Linked DNA regions of Zea mays: all the other regions are linked to region 1. The links are chromatin contacts, called in public Hi-C maps. All regions are on one chromosome and are shown on one strand. Each heading gives the region's core, a stretch centred on a gene start, on an enhancer-like site or on the middle of the called end of the contact. The rest is flanking DNA. Distances are from core to core; before and after follow the strand shown. Region 1 holds the start of LOC100282568. Region 2 holds the start of LOC103645024. Region 3 holds the start of LOC100383242 (Pyridoxal phosphate (PLP)-dependent transferase superfamily protein). Region 4 has its middle 11 kb from the start of LOC118473086.

Region 1 (2,603 bases), core at 43-2,542:
CTAGAACAATTTATACAAAAATTAATTCTTATTTAAAATGATGTTCCTGATAACATAAGAAAAAATAGCATAAAATTTATATATATCTATTTTAAAATATAAAATTTGTTCTGATAATTCGGATACCCATTTTCATCTCTAGTCGGAACTAATGTTTAGGGGGTATTGTTTTAGTCTAACGGTCTCTTTTACTGATTTTATATTTGGTGAACCATCTGTACAACACTCGATGTTGTTCAATCGAATATTGGCATGTAGTTCCTATCATTTCAGGCTAACAATCTCTTTAGTTGACTTTATATTCTCTACTTTTTTTTTCTTTTTTCTAATGTAAAGGAAGATTTAGAAATTGGCATGCAGTTTCTCCAAGCAAAATAGTGCCATGTTTATGCAGACTTTTAGCTATCCAGTCCAGAACTCCAGATCCTAGATACAATTTGGATGCCATGCTATCTATCTTAATCCACGTGTATCCAGGTGAAAAATTAAATAAATTTTCACTCGTATTCACCTTAACACATAAGGTCTTGTTCGGTTATTTCTATACCATATGTATTGGATGAGATTGAAAAATTTTAGTAGAGCTTTTGACCTATTATGGATTTAAACACTCTAACAAAGCCTAAATTGATGTGAATACGAATGTATCCGAATGTACACCCGAATGTCCAATTCTGCTACGTCACATAGTGCCTATTTGGTTCGGCTTTTTTCTGACCAGCTTTTCTGAAAATCTGGCTGTGGAGAGAATCTGGCTGTGGGAAGAATCTGAGCATCATTACGATTACATGTGGAGGAAGATAAAGTTGTTCATAGGGCTCAGGATTTAGAAAGTGACGGATTCCTACTATTACAACGACTCAACCGATTATGTGTTTAGGTTGATTTTTGATGGTTTTTGCCCCAACGAATTTTATAGAAGCTGGTTAAAAAGCTAAGCGTTTGGCAGTCCGTAACAGCTTTTGGTGGCCAGAAGCTGCCAGAAGCCGAAACAAACAGCCACATAATGGCAGCAGCAGTGCAGCATGAGACGAGCTGCCTGCTGAGAGGGTCCGGACCCCACATGACATCCAACCAACAAATTCCACGCGCGCGTCTCGTCTCGTATCGTCGATCCAGCTCCGACCGGTTTGGGTACCTTCGCAGTCGCAGCTACAGGAGGCACGAACCGCGCCGCCCCCTTGCCCAACTCCACGCCGCGTGGGACCCACACGAAGCAAGCCTACACAAAAGCAAATGTTCCGATTCCCTCTTTCCCTCAGGCGTGGAACTGGGTCCGTGGGCCCGAAGAGCCTGCTCGGTCCCTGGTGTCAGCGACGGAGACGTCTCCCGGGCTCGGTTATACACGGCCCGGCGGCCCGCGGGAAGGCCCAGATTAAAATAAAAAGAGCAGCGGAGCGGAGCATGCTCTTCATTCCTTCACTGCCAGTCTTGCATCCCGTCCCCGTCCGCGCCGGCCGACGCCGCCTTTTCGTCCCCGCGTCAGCGTCGCGGCTCCACTGAGCGTGCGTGTCACCGGCGGGAGGCAAGGGCAGGCGGTGGTGGCGATGGCGTCCGCTGACGCGCGCTTGGCGGGGATCGCCTCCTCCATCCGCGTCATCCCCGACTTCCCCAAGCCAGGTGCGTTGGTCCACCCCCCCTCCGTACCCTACCTTACCCCCCCCCCCCCCTTCTCTCTCTCTCTCTCTCTCTCTCTCTCTCTCTCTCTGTGTGTGTGTGTGTGTGTGTGTTCCTGGATCGCTCGCGTGGGTGGATGGGTTGCTGCGGTGCTGCCTTGCTGGATGAGCGCTGAGTCGATTCGATCCGTCAGCTTCGTATCGGGGGAACTCGGAGTTCGCGTTAACTGTACACTGCACAAAGCCACAAACTCGCGTCGCTCACTTCTTATATTACTGAGACTATATAGGAGTGTACAGTAGCGCTTTTCTTGGGATTTAATGACTAAATAAACTGCATAACTCCGTCACTGCGTACATTACTAGTGAAAAAACTATAGGAATAGACCAGCACTTCTTCTTGGTGTTTTCTTTGCCTTCGCGTGCTGCTCTACTCACACCTCGATGCTTGCACACTGGGGTCGATTTAGTTACCACAGCTCGGTCTTGTAAAGCAACAATCTAGATTTCTATGTGTGGGACTGGAAGTAATCACGGTGCCTATCCGTTCTAATTGGTTAGTCGCTGCACCTTACTGTTTCTGTGCAGGGATCATGTTCCAGGACATCACGACGTTGCTGCTCGATCCCAAGGCGTTCCGTGACACCATCGACCTCTTTGTCGAGCGGTACAAGGACCAAGGGATCACCGTGGTTGCTGGTAATGTATAGCTACGCAGTCATTCCTTCCTTTCTGGACACTGACTATTCGAGGTTCCAGTACAAAAACTTTAACCGTAAGCAATGAAATGGGTAACCTCATATGTTCCGTGCTCCTCATTTTCTCGTATCTGGACTGGTGCCATGTTAAAACAGGTGTTGAAGCTAGAGGGTTCATTTTTGGTCCTCCTATCGCTTTAGCCATTGGCGCAAAATTTGTGCCTTTGAGGAAGCCGAAGAAGTTGCCAGGTCTGCATTCCGTCATCAACGTTTTCAGCTCTGTTGTCGT
Region 2 (2,603 bases), core at 72-2,571, 440 kb before region 1:
GTCTGGGGCAATGACAACTTCAGTTCCACCTGAATTTATAATTTGAACTTTCAATGTGTTCGGCCACCTCCTCCATTTCTCTGGATTTGGAAGTCCAAAGTTTGCAAAAAGCTGAAGGTTTTCATTTGGCTAGTATTCAGGGCAGAATCAACTCAAGGAATTTGCTAAGAAGAAAGGGCTACGATTTACCAAATAATGATCATTGCGGTATGTTATGCGAGATGAACTGCGAATAGACCACTTATCATCTAATATTCGAGCGCCCATTTAGTAGTGAATGCTGGAATTATGTGGGTATACACTGGGAGCATCATTTAGAATTCTTACGGATGATATCTGATGCAAGAGCTACCTATGCAGGACCCTTTTTCTGGAAGTGCTGGCTATCACTGCTTGGGAAATTTGGAGACAACGAAATTCGGCTATCTTCAGAGAATCTGTTCCGTCTTTCAATTCCGGGAGGACCTGAAGCTTCAGATGATCAGATTTAGCGCTGAACTTAAAATGCTTGTCTCATTGTGGCTTTCTTCCCTTTAAGCTCACTATCTCTCTCTTTCTCTTCAGCCCCACCTCTTCTTTTCTTGTGCAGTTTTATCTTATGTTTGTACCTATTCCTTTTTTTTCAATATTACTAAAATCTATAGCTGTGGGGGTTTCCCCTGCAGCCTTTCTTTGTTAATTTATTGTACAAATTTAGTCAACTAATCAAACCTATGATATTTTGGTTTAGGATCATCCAAGAACATCAAGTTTTTTTAGCCCAAGTAGCACACCCTTTCTACTGCCTATTTTTCTCTCTAAGTCTGTAACACTATCCAGCAACAAACCCGCACACGAGCTCTCAACGCACCCACAAGCTTCCATGGCCAAACGATGGAACCTCGAAGAGCCTGGCGGTGGCGGGAGAGTGGATGCTTACAATGCCCCGCGCGAAGTCTCCTGCCATGAGCCTGACGAAACTCGCCCTCTCCCTCACCGTGTGCTCCTGGTAGCAGTGCTCTTGCCACTTCCTGCAGCTCTCGCACCCAAGACGGGGGCCCATCTGCCATGCGACCACGCAACATTTGTCGCAGCTTTTATTATAGGGTTGTTTGGTTTGGTGCCTAAGACGCCACAATGTGCCAAACTTTTCTGCCTAACCTTAGTTCTTCAATTCGAGCGCCTAAGGTTAGGCAGATTGTGGCGCCTTAGGTAGGAAACCAAACATGCCTTACATCTTCCAAAGCTTGTCTGGCTAATGATCTGTTGGGAATCATCGAATGAAGTATGGAGAGGAGAGGGCGTTCTTACCTTGTTCATCCTGCTCCAGTGCTCCTGCATTCTCCGTTCACCTTGATGTTAACGAGGGAGTGCTTTTATGGAGGTGGGAGCAGTTGTTACTAGTTATTACTGTGGGATGGGATTGGACATGACATGCTTGGTGAGAGGCCGATAGACCAACTGTTCATGGACCTTGTCACTGCCGACTGGGGTCAGGCATGGTAGCTGATGCACTATTCTATTTTAGTTTCCATATAGCAATTTAGGGAATAAAACGGAGAAACTAAAAAATTATCTAAAAGAAACAAAACACCTCCTTAATTTCTAAGAGCAATGTTAATAATGTACCTATAGTAGGTTACATGACGTTGACATATCAATGTTAATAATGTACCTATAGTAGATTACATGACGTTGACATATCACATGTAACCAATTAAAATAATAATTATATACTGACCTTTTCATAATACAAGTTGTTGTATATTGAATGCACCTCTTTTTCTCACAAGTATCTTAGGGTCTGTTTGGTAGAGCTCTCACTGATTCTGGTTCTCTATCCGAAGTGATTCTCTGAGAGAAGTGATTCTGTGGCTAAAAGTGATTCTCAAATGAAACCATACGATAAAATCTATGGAAAGTGTAAAAACCCTAGATTGCTTGATGTATTGCATAGAGAAGGGGTTACAATATATAGACTCACATGAACCCCTAACCCTAATGTCAGCAGCCCAACAGTGGTGACGGCACACACAGTCTAACATCCCCCGCAGTCGCAACGGGGCACCACACACGATGAGACTGGAGTAGAGACCGAAGGTAGGAGCCGACGGGTTGAAATCCCCCCACAGTCGCACCGTCGTGATGGAGCAGGGAGCAGGGAGACGCCCATGGTCGCGTCGGTGTCGCCTTTGGGGAGTGGAGCGTGGCCGACGGCCGCCAGGGCTGGCGAGGAGAAGAGCTCGGGGCCGCCATGGCCACACTGGGACCAGATCTGGGGGAGGAAGGGGAGGGCCGACAACTGGGATGGTGTCGCCCTCCGGGAGGGAACTCCTGGGGAGCGACGTTGGAGCAGGGCTGACGGCTGTTGGGGTAGGAGGCTGACGGCTGTGGTGGGTTGGGAGAAAACCTAGGCATGACGGCTGTGGGGGGTTGGAGCAGGGAGGTGGTGGCTGTAGGAGGTGAGAGGAGAAACACTAATCCTTTGATACCATGTAAAAACCCTAGATTGCTTGATGTATTGCATAGAGAAGGGGTTACAATATATAAACTCATATGAAACCCTAACTCTAATGGACCGGCAGCCCAACAGTGGTGTCGGTCCCCACACACATTCTAACAGA
Region 3 (2,603 bases), core at 69-2,568, 320 kb before region 1:
ACCCTGTAGAACGAAGTTATAATGAAGTCCGGCCGGAATAGCGAGAGACCCAGTGAATCCATGTCCTTGGGGCCAAGTGCACCAGCATCAAGCATCACATGCCACCCATTCTGCTGCGCCAGCGCCATCCACTGGTAGGAGTACTTGGCACCGGTCACGCGAGACTGCGCCGGGAAGACAAACAGCCCAACCGCGGCATCCCGTCGCCGGCCCTTCTTCTTGCCCACGATCTCCTTCCGCAACTCCGTTGAGCAAAGCTTCAGTGTTGGCCAGCGGAACCATGCAGTGCGCGTCTTGGCACCCTTTGCCCGCGCACTCTGCGCCATCCAATTGACCGACTGGCTCTCATGGTCGAACATGGTGAGCAGCCTCCGGTTGGTCTCGAAGGGGTAGCACTCAGCAAGCAGCCGGAACGCCGACCCACGGCTCACCGTGAACACCAGCGCATACTCGCTGGCTGGCACGTTCAGGTACTCCAAGATGCGCTCTTTGATGTCATTCTCCACGGTGCCGGGCTCAGCGCCGCCATAGAGCGCGTGGTTGCTCAGATTGGCGTTGAGCTCGTGCAATGTGAAGGATGAGGACGAGGAGTCCCAGCCGGAGTCGAAGAGGCCGAAGCCGCAGTAGTCCAGACAGACCCTGCCGGCGCCGGGGGCGTCGAGGTGGGAGTAATGGTCGACGCGGAGGCGGTCGACGTCGGCGGTGGAGGCGTAGTCCGGGTACATGGCGAGGAAGGTGGCGATGGCGTGGGGCAGCAGCGGGAGGTCGGAGAGGGACCGGAACGGGCCGGCGGCGGTGGCGAGGGCCGTGGCGCGGAGGAAGTCCCGCTGCGCGCGCAGGCGTGCCAGGGAGCGGGAGCGCGACACGGCTGCGTCCGCGTCGGCGCCGCCGGCGTCCGGCGGCGGGCAGAGGGAGCCGTCCTCCGACGCCGCGTCCAGCGCGTCCCGCAGCTGCCGGAGGAAGGCGGACGAGTCGTCACGGCGGCCGTTGCTGCCGCCCCCGCCGCCGCGGCGCCGGTGGTTCTTGGCGAGGAGGACGGCGGCGCAGTGGGACAGCGGCTTCCATAGCGACAGATGCATGGGCCTCGGATCGAGACGACGCCGCTCCCGGCTCCCGGGCGGAAAAAACCCGCAGCTACCAAACCCGGTGGCGTGGCGGTCTGGATCAACGGACGGACTGAAGCATGGGGCGGGGAAACCCCTCCCCCCCGAGATTTCCGTGCGCAATGGGGAGAGAGATTTTTGGTGTGTGTTCTTGGACCAGACCAGCTCGCGCAGGGAAACTGCGGCTTCGGGAGGGGAAAAAAACTGGATCTTTGCGGTGGTGGAACACTGGGCGTGGAAATCCGAGGTTTTCGTGGAGGGAACGGGATTCAGAGGTAAGGAAACTGCAGACAGAAATCCGAGCTTTGTGGGGAGGGTTTGAAGCGGCAGGACACAGCCCTCGCCTTTGCGAGCAGAAGGGTGTGAGGGCTTTTGCTTTTGGCAGGATCAAGAACTCAAATTAAAGAAAAGAACACAGCATCATCAAACAAGGGGTGGGGGAGGCAAAACAAAAGCAGGGAAACACAACAAAGAAATTTTTTTTTTGACTCCCCTCCTCTTCTCTTCTCTTTCCGCCCCTCCCCTCCCCAGCAGAGCAGCTGAGCAAGAACCACCAGGGGATAGCGTAAACGAATGAGAATGGGATCGGACAGGAGATGTCTGAAGAACAGTAATAGCTCTCCAAATCTACAGCCACAAACAGGAGAAAGAAGAACAGAGTCCGGCCGGCCCAGCTCGATTCATTCACACAACAAGGTGTGAGGGGGAAGATACGGAGCTCGAGCTCATCATCATCATCAGACGACGCAGATGCAGCACCCAGCCACACACGGACACACACACACACCCTAGCTCGCTCCTCCTCTCCTCTCTCGCACCAAACCCCTTGCAGGCGTTTTCAATGCCCACTAAATGCAGCGCGTCATGATGGTGGTGGAGGAGGAGGAGGTTGCATTCATTGCCCTTGCAAGCTCTGCTAGGCAGCAGGCTCATCCACCAGCTCTTTTTTTTTATTTGCTCCCTCTTGCTCTGGACTGGAGTAGTAGTAATAAAGTAGTGTAGTACTAACTACGGTGACAGTCACTATTTTAGGGGCAGCTGTTGCTTTGTTTAATTGTACCATCTCCACCGAGTAAAAACAAAGCGTTTGGTTTGGTAGCATTATTATTTCCACACCCCGGAGGGTCCCACCGTACAGTGTAGAGTGGGCTGGCCCTGGCCGTAAATAAATAAATTAATAAATTCAAGCAGCTGCGTTGCGATTTGCATCCAAACAAGTGCCTGTGCCATTGACTTTTCCTCCCTCCCTTCCCTTCCCTTCCCTCATTGAAAAACGCAGTGTCATTGGTCTTCAGTTTTTTTTTTACTTTTTGTCCAAGGGGTTAAAGGCTTAAAGAGCAGCAGAAGTGCATGCCACCACAATGATCGTCTCCTTGACCAATCCGTGCAAGCTAGCTGCCTTTGGCCCTTTCCGCCTTGTTTCATGCTGCTTTTTCTTGCTCTCCATGATGGTTTGTTATAATGATAATAATCATAATAACAATAATACAAACTGCAACA
Region 4 (2,603 bases), core at 76-2,575, 300 kb before region 1:
GAAACGACACTTACGCCACCCGTATGGCTGCAGGAGAAAAAATTAGTAATTTATTATAAATAAAAACTAGTTCATACATTTAGCGTATCAATGGGCTCACATAATCAATGTTCGGACAACAGAACTGCTTGTCATAGTCTTCGTCGATGACAACACGGTCTCCACAATCGCATCGAGGCGGTGAGTCCATCCGTCTTTCTGTTGCTACCTCCTTCTCCGCATCCGTCATTGGTGGAGGATTCGGGGGAGGAGGTACCCAACGCTTAAAACGCTCATGACTGGTCTTTCCACTCAACCAATTAACGAAAAGAAGATATCGAGGGTCAAATTTATCAGGACCATCGATCCACTGGAAAAAGAAACACCTCTGATGTCCCTAAAATAATGGAAAGAAGCACTATTACATATCTACAAAATAATGAATGCGAACAAAATTAAGTGACAAGTCATAAGCTACGTACGTCCAAAGTGCCACAAAGGTAGTAGCAGCGAGCAGCAGTGTCTAGATGTTGTGATTGATGTACCCAAGACAGTCTGCCACAGTCACAGTTAGGCACGGGGAGTTCAGGAGAAACAGGAGCATCCTTACTAGATACGTCCGGATATAACTCCCGAAGACGACCTCTCTTCTGCCACAACGCCTCTCGGTACATGTCTTTCATCTAATAAACGATTATAATTATCACTTGTACCTATTATGCTTTATAATAAGTTTACACAAACTAATAATCGAAATGATAATGTAATAGGTGTATACAAATTATTAAACTAACAACCCAATATACAAAACGAATCAGTTGGAAATCATACCTTGGTCTACGAAGTGAACCAACTCAAATCTTTGAATCCAGCAAATTTTGACGAAGTTTGGAAATGGGATGAAATGAGCTGCTCTAGGCCAGCCGCGCGGGCGTTTTTATAGGAATTCGTAGCTCGGCGCCAAGATCTGTGGTGCCGAGCTACGAGGCCGCGCCGCCACCACGTCACAGCCAGGTCAGCCCTAGACGCAACTAGCCGTTGCTGCCACGTCATAGCTCGGCGCCATAGGCTGTGGCGCCGAGCTGTGTTAGCTCGGCGCCACAGGCTATGGCGCCGAGCTAAGGGTCCAAAATTGAGTTTAAAATTTTTTTAGGTCTAAACGTGATTTTGAACCTAATAAAGGGCTAAAATACAAAAAATTCGGTCATATCTGTCTGTCAATATGTGATATGTCCAAGGTACTTTCCCGTGCTACAAGGCCGAAACCTGATGAAGACACTGGGCCCAACAGAACCACCAGGCCGGAAATCCAACGACGACAAGGCCCGACCGTTCGCGTGGCGGCATAGGCCGTAGCCCATATTGGCCATAGCTTTATTTTGTGCTAGGGCTAAATCGTCTGTTTAGCCCATCTACAGGTTGGTTTGGTCGTTGAGAGATGAGGACGAGATTGGCCAACGGAGTTGTGGCCGGGCAATACGGTGCACATGAAAAACCCTATGGAGAAAAAAAAAGGAGACCCGTCATGCGAGTCATCCGATCCCTAGTCAATGGGCCATGCTTGGTCTCATCAAAAATAAAAGAAAAAAAATGCTTCTGAAGCATATAATCAATTCACAACTTTCAGTAATTCTAGCGTTTTTTCTTTTGTAGCATGTCTCTCCTAAACCATAAAACCAGTCCGCTCTTGTGAACGGAAAAGAGTAAACATGATTAAAATAGTGATTAGCTCTACTTCCAGAGTTTCCCTTGCGAGTTCTGAATTTCTGAACATACTTTGGGCTCTAGCTACCTACATTTTGTACCCACCACATTGTTGCCGTGGGGTCGATGAGAGTTAATTGATTCCTGACAGTTAAACCTCGTCGGCCAAATACCGCCGGAAATTAGCAGTATGCCAACAACGGTAACAGCTTATTCCCCGTCGGCACTTGGCCGACAGGAATATCCTGAATTCCTGATGGGCTCACGTAGCGACTCACATGGACGTGCAACCTCGACTCGGCATCACGGTGGTATCATATGTAGAGCCTATAATAAAAATTTGATAATGTTTTGACAAAGTTGTCACGCACTATATGTAGAAATTAGCAGTATGCCAACAACGGTAACAGCTTATTCCCCGTCGGACACTCGGCAGAGAAGGATTTGTCGAGTGCCAGATCGCGGGCACTTGACAAAGAACTTTTACTTAGCTTCTCCCGGCACCCATTCTCTCTCGCCCTCATTCACTCGCTCGCGCACTCAGCTCCCTTCCCTCGCTCGCGCAAATGCGCTGCCTCGCCACCGCTCCGTCGCGCCGCTGCCCCACACCTCGCCCGCGCCGACGCGCCCCTCCACGGCCACGCCAAGCCGCCGGCCTCACCCACTGTCGCCACGCCCGCCCACTGCCGGTTGCGCCCTCGCCTGCCGCTGCCCTCGCTCTAGGGGTGGGCGTTCGGGTTACCCAAAAATTTTGGGTCGGGTAATTCGAATATTTAAAATTTCGGGTTTTGAGAATCGATACCCGAAATTACAATGGGTTTTACAATACCCGAAAATTTGGGTACCCAGAATTTCGGGTTCGGGTATTCCCGAACTACCCGAACTGTTGTGTTGGCTTCATAAAAACATATACACCCTAT

The links. Hi-C and Micro-C count contacts between places; a contact is called where the count stands out from the background.
Region 2: a Hi-C map of ear shows a contact between it and region 1, with 2.5 times the contacts expected there. The contact joins the promoter of LOC103645024 here to the promoter of LOC100282568 in region 1. A contact is called at or near these places in 3 of 25 Hi-C or Micro-C datasets (ear, endosperm and tassel).
Region 3: a contact with region 1 is called in a Hi-C map of leaf, with 3 times the contacts expected there. The contact joins the promoter of LOC100383242 here to the promoter of LOC100282568 in region 1. A contact is called at or near these places in 9 of 25 Hi-C or Micro-C datasets (bundle sheath, ear, endosperm and 2 more) and 1 of 3 datasets of contacts at active chromatin or transcription factors (leaf).
Region 4: a Hi-C map of ear shows a contact between it and region 1, with 4 times the contacts expected there. The contact joins the enhancer-like site here to the promoter of LOC100282568 in region 1. A contact is called at or near these places in 6 of 25 Hi-C or Micro-C datasets (bundle sheath, ear, leaf and 1 more).

What each region holds. Positions count from the first base shown.
Region 1 is chr1:168,514,337-168,516,939 of Zm-B73-REFERENCE-NAM-5.0, reverse strand. It overlaps LOC100282568, which reads left to right and starts at 1,292. Exons shown (of 6, transcript NM_001155476.2): 1 at 1,292-1,620; 2 at 2,205-2,315; 3 at 2,471-2,563. The coding sequence starts at 1,548.
Region 2 is chr1:168,958,593-168,961,195 of Zm-B73-REFERENCE-NAM-5.0, reverse strand. LOC103645024 reads right to left here and starts at 1,321. Exons shown (of 2, transcript XM_020546509.1): 1 at 1,291-1,321. The coding sequence starts at 1,320. It also overlaps the pseudogene LOC100272527.
Region 3 is chr1:168,836,098-168,838,700 of Zm-B73-REFERENCE-NAM-5.0, reverse strand. LOC100383242 (Pyridoxal phosphate (PLP)-dependent transferase superfamily protein) reads right to left here and starts at 1,318. Exons shown (of 1, transcript NM_001175903.1): 1 at 1-1,318. The coding sequence starts at 1,079.
Region 4 is chr1:168,811,138-168,813,740 of Zm-B73-REFERENCE-NAM-5.0, reverse strand. No RefSeq gene overlaps it. Among protein-coding and RNA genes, the nearest start is that of LOC118473086, 11 kb to the left of the region's middle. Within about 2 kb of position 1,325, at least 17 of the 20 cell types and tissues checked have an H3K27ac peak or open chromatin away from gene starts, as enhancers often do. A contact at or near this core is called in bundle sheath, ear, leaf and 1 more, where this site is marked.